Linked DNA regions of Mus musculus: regions 1 and 2 are each linked to region 3. The links are chromatin contacts, called in public Hi-C maps. All regions are on one chromosome and are shown on one strand. Each heading gives the region's core, a stretch centred on a gene start, on an enhancer-like site or on the middle of the called end of the contact. The rest is flanking DNA. Distances are from core to core; before and after follow the strand shown.

Region 1 (2,925 bases), core at 15-2,514, 220 kb after region 3:
ACACAAGGATGAGTAGAAATACAGTCTTCCATCTGAATGTACAGGCTCTGCCCCACCAAGCAGTGTTCATCTGGACATTCTATCCTGAACAATAAATACAACTATGTTCATGATATGTATAATATATTAGGTATTACAAAGTAACCCAGAAATCATTTAAAGCATGTGGGTGAGTGGGTGGATATGAGATATGAATAGTCCTATGATATTTTACGTTAGAGACTTGAGCATCCATGGGTCCCAATGCCCTCATGGAGTCATGAAACCAATCCCCTACCCCAAGAGACACCTGGAATCCTGTTTAGGAATAGTAGGATACACTCATCAGTGGCAAAGATGTTCATGACCTAACAAGCATGCTCAAAGTTCAGAGTGGCTGTCACCTGCTGCAGAGTCATTTAGATGCAAGACAAGAAATGAGCAATGGCCAAGGCAGTTCCCATGGGATGTCTGTTGCATGTCCATCTTGGCCATAACAGCTCAGGAGGCTTCTGGACTGCCAACCTCAAACTAGGATCCACCAACAGTTTTGCTATTCTTCTTTAGGTTGGGGGATTAGTTCTATTCTGACTGTGGATATTAATACTTATGTCTCAGAATGTCAGGTAAGTTGATGGCTTTGTTACCAGAAGATAAGAGAATAGCCTAGCCCTGTCCCCTCACCATCAGCAGACTTGTGTGGACAGCCACAAGGATTTGGTTCCTGGTATAACTTATCAGGTCAGGAACTGAGATTTCTCTCTAAGCATTTAATCTCTGTGAGACCAAGCACACTATTCAAAGAAATGTCCCCTCTGAGCCATCCTTTGCCACTAAAGCAGAAAAGGTTTTATTTATTTATTTATTTATTTATTTATTTATTTATTTACTTATTTATTTACTTATTTACTTATCTATCTATCTATCTATATATCTATCTATCTATATATCTATCTATCTATCTTTGCAAGCTACATTCTTACCAGCTTGTCCATCAGAGGATATTTATTTGTTCATTAATTTCTTTTATGAACATTGTACACGTTACACAGTACAGTACCTCCTGATCATTTATAGGCCAGATTTATACCCCGTGACTTGATGGAAGGCACAGTGCAGGATAGCAACTGTCCCTTTCTCTGTGTAAGCAGCCACGGCACGATGTGCAGCATGAGGAGTCTCCTTTTAGACACTGCAATTATCACTTGTCTTATTTATGCATCTCTCTTAACATTGTGTTCCCTTTACAAATACTTTTATTTAAAATGGCACGCAAGGAAACAGTTCAGCATGTCTGAAGTTTGGGGGCTGGGGAAGAGAAAGAAGAAGTAAGCCTCGGACAATTCCATCCGTTAAAAACCACAGTCCACCAAAAAAAAAAAAAAATAATAAAGTTAAATTAGCATTATATTTCCTAATGTCTTGGTACCGTTGTTAGTGCTTACTGTTTCCTAAAGAATATTCAAAAGGTATTTTTTCCAGTAGACCAATTCCTTTTAGGCACACCCTGGAAATGCCTTGCTTATTTTAAATAGGCCCATTATGCTCTCAGACACCTACATAACTAGCAAGTCCAGCCTTAATAAAGTGACTGGGCTGTATGCTTTCCTTGCTCTGTCATTTATTTTGTCTTCTCCAACTCTCCTTTCAAACAATTCACAGTTACCAAAAGATTTATTAAATTCCTCACCCAAGTTTCCCGGAGTAAATGCAAACTGAAATTCTGCCTCTAGCAGAGCAAGAAGCAGTGACTCAAAAGCTGTAGAATTCCTTCTCTTAATTCTTAAATGTTTCCCTTCCTCCGACTCTTTCTGGAGAGATAGGTGAGAAAAGCAATTGCCCCCACTGCTTAAAACATCCCAACTCTGAAACTCAGTCCGTCCCTGTAATTTCAAATCCCAACCCAGTTGCCAGTGCCTGGATTCCAGGCTCTGGGTCTGAGTTCAGAGCTTAAAAATCAGTCACTCTGAATGGCATTTCAGCCAAATGGAAATCGTTTCTTCTTTGGGGGTGGGGATGGGGAGAAAGCTTTCCTGATTTTAGGCTACAGCCTCAGAAGACTGAACAGTCTCAGAAATGAAGCTAGGATGTAGGAGAGAAATTAAAGGAGGTATAATTTTCTCCCGATGTGGTTGGAAGAAGTCAGTGCCCTTCACTGCTTAAGAGAACAAGGCACTTCTGTACCCTGGAAGATTTCTCCAACAGTCCCTAGTTCTGGGTTAAAGGCTTGTGACAGTTTGAATATTAAAGGGTCTCTTGGGTTAGGTAGAAAAGAAGAAAAACCTCCTTTGGGCTCCCCAGCCCCAACTTAAAACTGTCCTTCAAATGATCAAATTGTTTTCAACATCAGGTGGCTTCATGAGCTTCACCTATTATGACTCCAAGGGAGTTATAGCCTCTCTCAGAGTTCGGTGGTTGTTGTAAGTGAGGGCAGTGCTGGAGCCCAAGGCATAGCCAGACATCATCCCACAGCATCTTTGACTCCCCAAGGACAACTTTCAGTCCCAGACCTTGCAAATAAAGGGACCACATTAAAACCCTAAAGAAAAGTGGGAAAGAGCGGCTTTCTCTGGAGCCTTTAGTAACAAGAAGGAACTTAGCACATTTTATAACTCATAAACTTCATCACTATTTACATGATCTCCCACTGCATACTGTTCATTCCATTCCATTCCTTCCTGGGAATCAAAGTAACACAGATCTCTGTGCTCTCATCTTCTGGGTTCCCTAAGCTGCCTTCATCCCATCTATTGACCGGCCTCTATGAAAGGTGACATAGAGAAACACTGTGCCAAGCATTGTTTAGTCTACCTCTGTGTCTTTACAAAGCCAATAGGCCATATATTTATTAAAATCTGCCTGATAGCCTGAAATTGTTTTATCTATATACAGCCATTGATTTGTGTACCTTGAACATGAATTTCTCAGTTCTAAGTTACACTGATG
Region 2 (2,789 bases), core at 173-2,672, 190 kb before region 3:
GAAATAAGCCGAAGCATTTAAGGTTTTATATTGTGCTTTAAATATTCTATTAAATGTCATCAGCTGATTCAGGAAAATGTATTGCAAAAATATTAGAGATGTATAAACGTGTAAATGTAATAAATGCTTGGGACATGGAAAGGAATGTAAAAGTCCAACATCTATCAGGTAACCGTAAACCACTAAGAACCACGGATAGAGAGTAATATTTGTGTGATATATAGTATCTTAAGCACAGACTCTTATTTCTGGTATTTATTGCAGAGCAGTTACATTAAAAAACCCACTAATATAGAATTATTGCTATCTTTCCTAACTGTGAATTCCTGAAGTATGAATATTTTGCTTGAGGAGTGAGCTCTAACTTTCTTAACAATGAAAGGATGTATGCCGTCTTTAAACCCGGCTGGAATCGGAAGGTTGTGTTTCCTTGACAGGTTTTTAATGGCAAGTTAAGACTGCTGGGGAAACTGCGGAACTCAAAGGCATTAACTGACAAATTAAGCAAAGAGTAATGAAAACTTGGATGTGTTAGAATCATCATTCATTGAACTGTAATTGCCTGAGCAGCACAAAATTAAATTGTAACAAGTAAGGGTCTTGACATTTCCCGCAATTTCTTAAAAAAAAAAAAAAGTTTGTACATGCCATGGGAGATAAACAGTAGTCACATGAAATACTGGATGTGGGTCTTTTAAACTAATTAATTGTGTTCATTCAGTGGGAATCAGCCCCTTTAGAAGACACAGAAGGTTACTGTAATGGTGTGCTTTTTTGAGTCTTTAGCATTGAAAGATTTTGATTCTTTGGTAGATGATACAATTCTAGGTAGGGTCATGGACCAGGTATAAGGCCTTTTAGGTTATGGAAAAGACTAGAAGTGACTTGTTCTTTGTGTCTCTTTCTCCCACTACACACTTCGTGTAAAAGAAGACACATCAAGAATATACAGATTGTTATGAATATCATTCTAGGATCTTAGTAGGTTTCATTTCTCTCCAGGCAGAAGAGTGTCCCCTTCCCACCTACATGAGAGGATGCTCACAGAGAAAGGGATATCTGGGTTCTAGCAAACGATTTGGATGTCCATACCAAATCTGAGAGGGTGGAGCAAAAGCCTCAGAAGTACAAGCGAAATGTAGTTACTGTGAGCTATAGTTATGGAACCCACCAGAAGAGCCCTAGCAACTTTGGTTTTTAGGTTAGAGATTGTGAATTTCCCAGCAGAGCCTGCCTCGGCTTCGGGTGGGAAGCTGTGATGAATGTTTGAGTGAGAAAATATGCGTGTGAGCTAGAGCATCTGCTTCTATTACTTAGTTTTCAAGAGGACACTGCAAGTCACGGAAATGAGTGGGCTCAATGCTGGAGAGGATCCAGAGGAAGCCAGATCGTAAGAAGACAAAGGAATAACAGCTTGGAGAGAGCTGTGGGTGAGTCTGAGGGGGCGGTGAGGACTCACCCCAGGGGCTCATCGTCTTCTCTGTTCATCTGGAGACAGCCAGTCCTTTTTAAGCAGCTTGAAGATTCATTCAAGATTGAACTAAAGTTTCCCCATTAAAATATTTCGAAAATGAGATGCCCTGGGGCAACAGTTTCGCCTCTGATAACACTGTGTGGAGGGGTGTCCTGTAACCACCAGGAATCAATAGAACAGAACAGAAATAGAACCAGAATCTAGCATGTGACTCCAGATATAAAGTTGAGTGAAGTGTTACTTTAAGGAGACTAAATTTCAGAGTCAATGCATTCCCTTAAAGATTTATGAACTATCTGCAGCTAGAAGGCGAGGGAGGAGTTTGGGTATTAGGCAAATGTCTAGATAATTTTGTAGCTTGAAAAAATAGAATTTACATTCTGGAGCAATAGCGATGACTAAGCTTTGTGTGAATGCACATAGGAGCATGTATCAGAATCACAGAGACAATCAGGCTTAATTGCTATTCCTTCTTCACCGGAGCTAAGTTAAAGATGGTGATATGGGGTGGAGTGGAGAAGAGGCTAGGGTAAATCAGGAGAAGGGCCCGGCATGTTGTGCTGTGATTGCACTTTTGCTTGCTATAAAGGACATTATATTTGTGACTTCTCATCTCCTATTTGCTAAAACCCGTGTCCAATTCACAAGTTCTTTCTTCCCTTGTTATCTTTGTGTATTTACTCAGCACATCTGTTTGTTATGGAAACTCTAATACTTAGAATTGGCCACCATGAAGCTAAGTCATTAGGTAGACAGAGTGGAATTCAGTTCTTTCATCTCCATTTAACTGGATCATTTCATGTCCCGAGAACCCAGTTGCAACTTCCCTACTCTAGCCATCCTCTCCTTATCTGCCTCTCTCTTTGTTGTCTTATCAAAGCATGTGAGTTCTATGGCCTATGTCCTCAGTACTTTCTTAGATTTATTTAACCTTACATGGCAAATGAAATTAAATAATAGATATTGGCTCTTAAGGGACTCTAGGTCATCCCCTTCTGATAGTAAATTTCCATCTGTGTAAGAAAAGAGGGATGCGGTGAAACCTATGCTGAGACAAGGGAGGTAAGGGCATCCCTTGCTTGATTTCCTGACATCCACTTAATGACTCTGTCTACAAAGAGCTTTGGATGATCGGTTAGAATATCAAGATTATACAAGGCTCTAGATCAATAAAACAAGCAAGCAAACAAACAAACAAGCACACACACACATGAATTTTAGCCTTGTCTGCACAGTGACCAAATAATTCTCAATAATTCTTGACATGACTTGATTGATGTGTATCCCCAGGCAAATCAGCACTGGGTGGAGAAGG
Region 3 (2,903 bases), core at 112-2,611:
AGAAAAAGTGAAAAAAATAACGTTTCAGCAAGAGATATCTGGGAAAATAATGGCAAATTACACACGATTTAGCTTTGCTTTTAGCTTTTATAAAAACCCAAGAACTATGAACTGAGCAGTTGAGCCCTAATTAAGTCTCCTCTTGATCATTTGCATGGCAGACCCAATTCTCAGGGTATTTTCTTAAAAAGCATCGTATCAGCCTCTAATTCAACTGTTCTTTTTATTTCAATTCCTTATTTTCCCCCCTTGGGTAAAAGAGAGGTTAATGTGAGCCATTAAGAATTAAAAAACAATTACACAATGAAAAAATAGTTCAGATGAATTTTAATTAGAGCCCAATGTAATGGAATTTGAACCCAGTACACCGGAAATACATAGCCAGAACTCTAGCCATTAAATCTCAGAGCCTTTGATTAAACTCAATGGGAATTTAGAAAGATTCTTTTGCTGCCCGAAGATACCATGTTTTTTCCATTAATGTCAGAGAAATATATTGAGGGACTAAAATATTACTAATAAAAATAAATGTGAAGGTTGTAAATTTCAAACAATGGAAGATACAGAGCCCGTACCTGGATTTTTAAGTGAGTATGTGGCATTTCGTTAAGATTAAAGTTGAAAACACAATGTATTATGTGTGACCTCTTTAGAAAGGGAGCCTAAGTAATTCCAGGATTTGCCATCCTTTGGAGTATAAGAACAATAAGTCAGAGACCGTGGAATGGTCTGCTGCAGGCTGAGAGACGATCGTGGAAGTATTCCAGACAGGGGTCAGATGCGAGGCACCACATGGCATCCCAGCATCCTCCCTTATTCTACTGCCTCCAAGCGGTTTGCTTTGCATCCATAAAATGGGGACAGTGGAATGGACCAATTTGAATCAAAGACTATGACTAAGCTGCTTAATTCAAATCAAGACACACATCAAATTTTCCCCTAAATGGTGAGGCATGTTAAAAGTGAGGCTCAATTCCTGAAGAGATTTGACCTTATTTTCTCCTCAGTAAGTGATTCTATGTCGAACCACTAGGCCTCCTAGCCTTGAGAGATACCCCTGTCTTTCATAAAACTCAGTCAGCCACTGGAGGGAGCCAGCAGGACTCATACAGTATAACTGAATATGATCAACCAGTAGGGAAAGATAATTTTAAAATGGCATATAAAGATGACAGAATTTGAACAAAATCTCTTTTATTTATTTATGCCAAAATCTGTGTGAATGTAAAATGCCAACTCTATCATGCTTTATTTATGGTGTGGCTTTTCTCTTAAAAAGGAGAGAGGGAGTGGGAGAGAGAGAGAGAGAGAGAGAGAGAGAGGGAGAGAGAGAGAGAAAGAGATGGGACCTAGCCTGGTTCACATGGCAAAAGACAGAGTGTCAAAAGAGAGTGCCGGTCTCAGTACTCACCTACCCTGTCTTGGCACAGCTGCTTCATCTGGGCAGCTTTTAAAACCCTTTGCTTGCCAATTCCTGCAGCAGAATCAAGCCAGTGCCCTCTCTGTGGATAGAGAGATGTGCAATATGTAAAATTCCCCAAGACAATTTTTATTTATAGCTGTTGCAAACAATGTTTATACAAAGTTTATTAAATGTGTCACCCACATTGATTTATCCCAACCAGTCTCTTCAATCACTAATATTTATGAGATGGGTTCAGTTGCAACAATTATTTTATATGCTATAGAGTATGTTATAACTAGGGATTCACCCTGGCAATTATATCAAAGATAAAATGCTTCCTGAGGGCCTCGGGGCAGGCCAGAAAGTATATTATTGGACACAAGGTGGTTTAAACTGAGTATCACAGCACTAAATTTAGAGCAAGAGATGTGGAGCAGCTGATGCTTAAAAATTAAAACGGGTTTCTTGGGGTTCCAGGAGTCCCCTCATTTATGGGAAGGCAGCAGCCGATCTTGTGCTCATTTGTTTTCCCACACGGAGACCTGAGGCCTGGAAACGCTTCCGTGTCGACTCTGAATTTCTGTGAGCCTTAGCTCTCAGCAGCATTTACCTAGTGCCCAAAGTGGGCAGAAGAGCTACTCTTGGCTTGCACAAACATTGACAAAGGGAACCAGACACATGCTATTTGCAGCAAGGAATTGACAACGTCTGCAGAGTAGCAGAAACACTGTTAACAAAAAAGAAAAAAAAAATCACTAAAAAGCCCAAGATCGCCTTTGAAACTGTAAGATGACAAAGTCCAACAGGAAGAGGGGGGGAAAATAGAAACTTACTTAAAACTCACAGTTGAATGCTACTTCTGTTTCCTACTAAACCCTAAATAGCCTTTTGTTGGGCAAAATTAACTTGACAGACACACTGTGGTTCGGAGTGTGAGGCCTGGGGCAAGATAGGAAGGCTGAAGCAAAACAAAGAGGCAGTTACTGTGTTCTGTGAAGGAGCTGACCGGGGCTGGGGATTGCCATCCTTGGAAAAGAAGAGAGAGAAAAGTTCCGGATGTCTGAAGGGAGCAGAGATAGCGCTGGGACAGCCTGGGGGTTGTGACCTTGAATTGCATGCCCATGTTAAACTCACTTGATAATGTTCTCCTGTCTTTTAAAGTCACCCTTCTGGCCATATTCCCCAAGTGTTTTACAAATTGAGAGTCCAAACTGAAATAAACAGTTTTAGCAAAATAAGTCATTTGTGTCAACAAACTACAGTATTACTGTTGAATCAGGAATGCAGGGGCATAAGAGAGTAGCACTGCTCAATCCATGTTCTCACTGACCTTTTATAGCTGAGCGAGCGAGAGAGGTCTTTCATACAAGGCTGGGCCTCACTCGTAAATAAACAGGGAAGAGAGTGAATAACATCACCATCAACATTGTTGGTGCACAGACATTCTCACCTCAAAGGGAATAAGAAATTATTTATTCTGGAGCCAAATCTGAGTGAT

The links. Hi-C and Micro-C count contacts between places; a contact is called where the count stands out from the background.
Region 1: a contact with region 3 is called in a Hi-C map of cortical neurons, with 3 times the contacts expected there. The contact joins two enhancer-like sites. A contact is called at or near these places in 10 of 484 Hi-C or Micro-C datasets (cerebral cortex, cortical neurons, forebrain and 3 more) and 1 of 115 datasets of contacts at active chromatin or transcription factors (neural progenitor cells).
Region 2: a Hi-C map of cortical neurons shows a contact between it and region 3, with 2.4 times the contacts expected there. The contact joins two enhancer-like sites. A contact is called at or near these places in 4 of 484 Hi-C or Micro-C datasets (cerebral cortex, cortical neurons and forebrain).

What each region holds. Positions count from the first base shown.
Region 1 is chr3:143,728,562-143,731,486 of GRCm38.p6, forward strand. No RefSeq gene overlaps it. Among named protein-coding and RNA genes, the nearest start is that of Gm33867, 13 kb to the right of the region's middle. Within about 2 kb of position 1,265, at least 8 of the 459 cell types and tissues checked have an H3K27ac peak or open chromatin away from gene starts, as enhancers often do. A contact at or near this core is called in cortical neurons, where this site is marked.
Region 2 is chr3:143,315,324-143,318,112 of GRCm38.p6, forward strand. All of the region lies in intron 1 of Gm40159 (a long non-coding RNA gene), which reads right to left. Among named protein-coding and RNA genes, the nearest start is that of Gm33514, 6.6 kb to the right of the region's middle. Within about 2 kb of position 1,423, at least 18 of the 459 cell types and tissues checked have an H3K27ac peak or open chromatin away from gene starts, as enhancers often do. A contact at or near this core is called in cortical neurons, where this site is marked.
Region 3 is chr3:143,507,405-143,510,307 of GRCm38.p6, forward strand. No RefSeq gene overlaps it. Among named protein-coding and RNA genes, the nearest start is that of Gm33604, 13 kb to the left of the region's middle. Within about 2 kb of position 1,362, at least 16 of the 459 cell types and tissues checked have an H3K27ac peak or open chromatin away from gene starts, as enhancers often do. A contact at or near this core is called in cortical neurons, where this site is marked.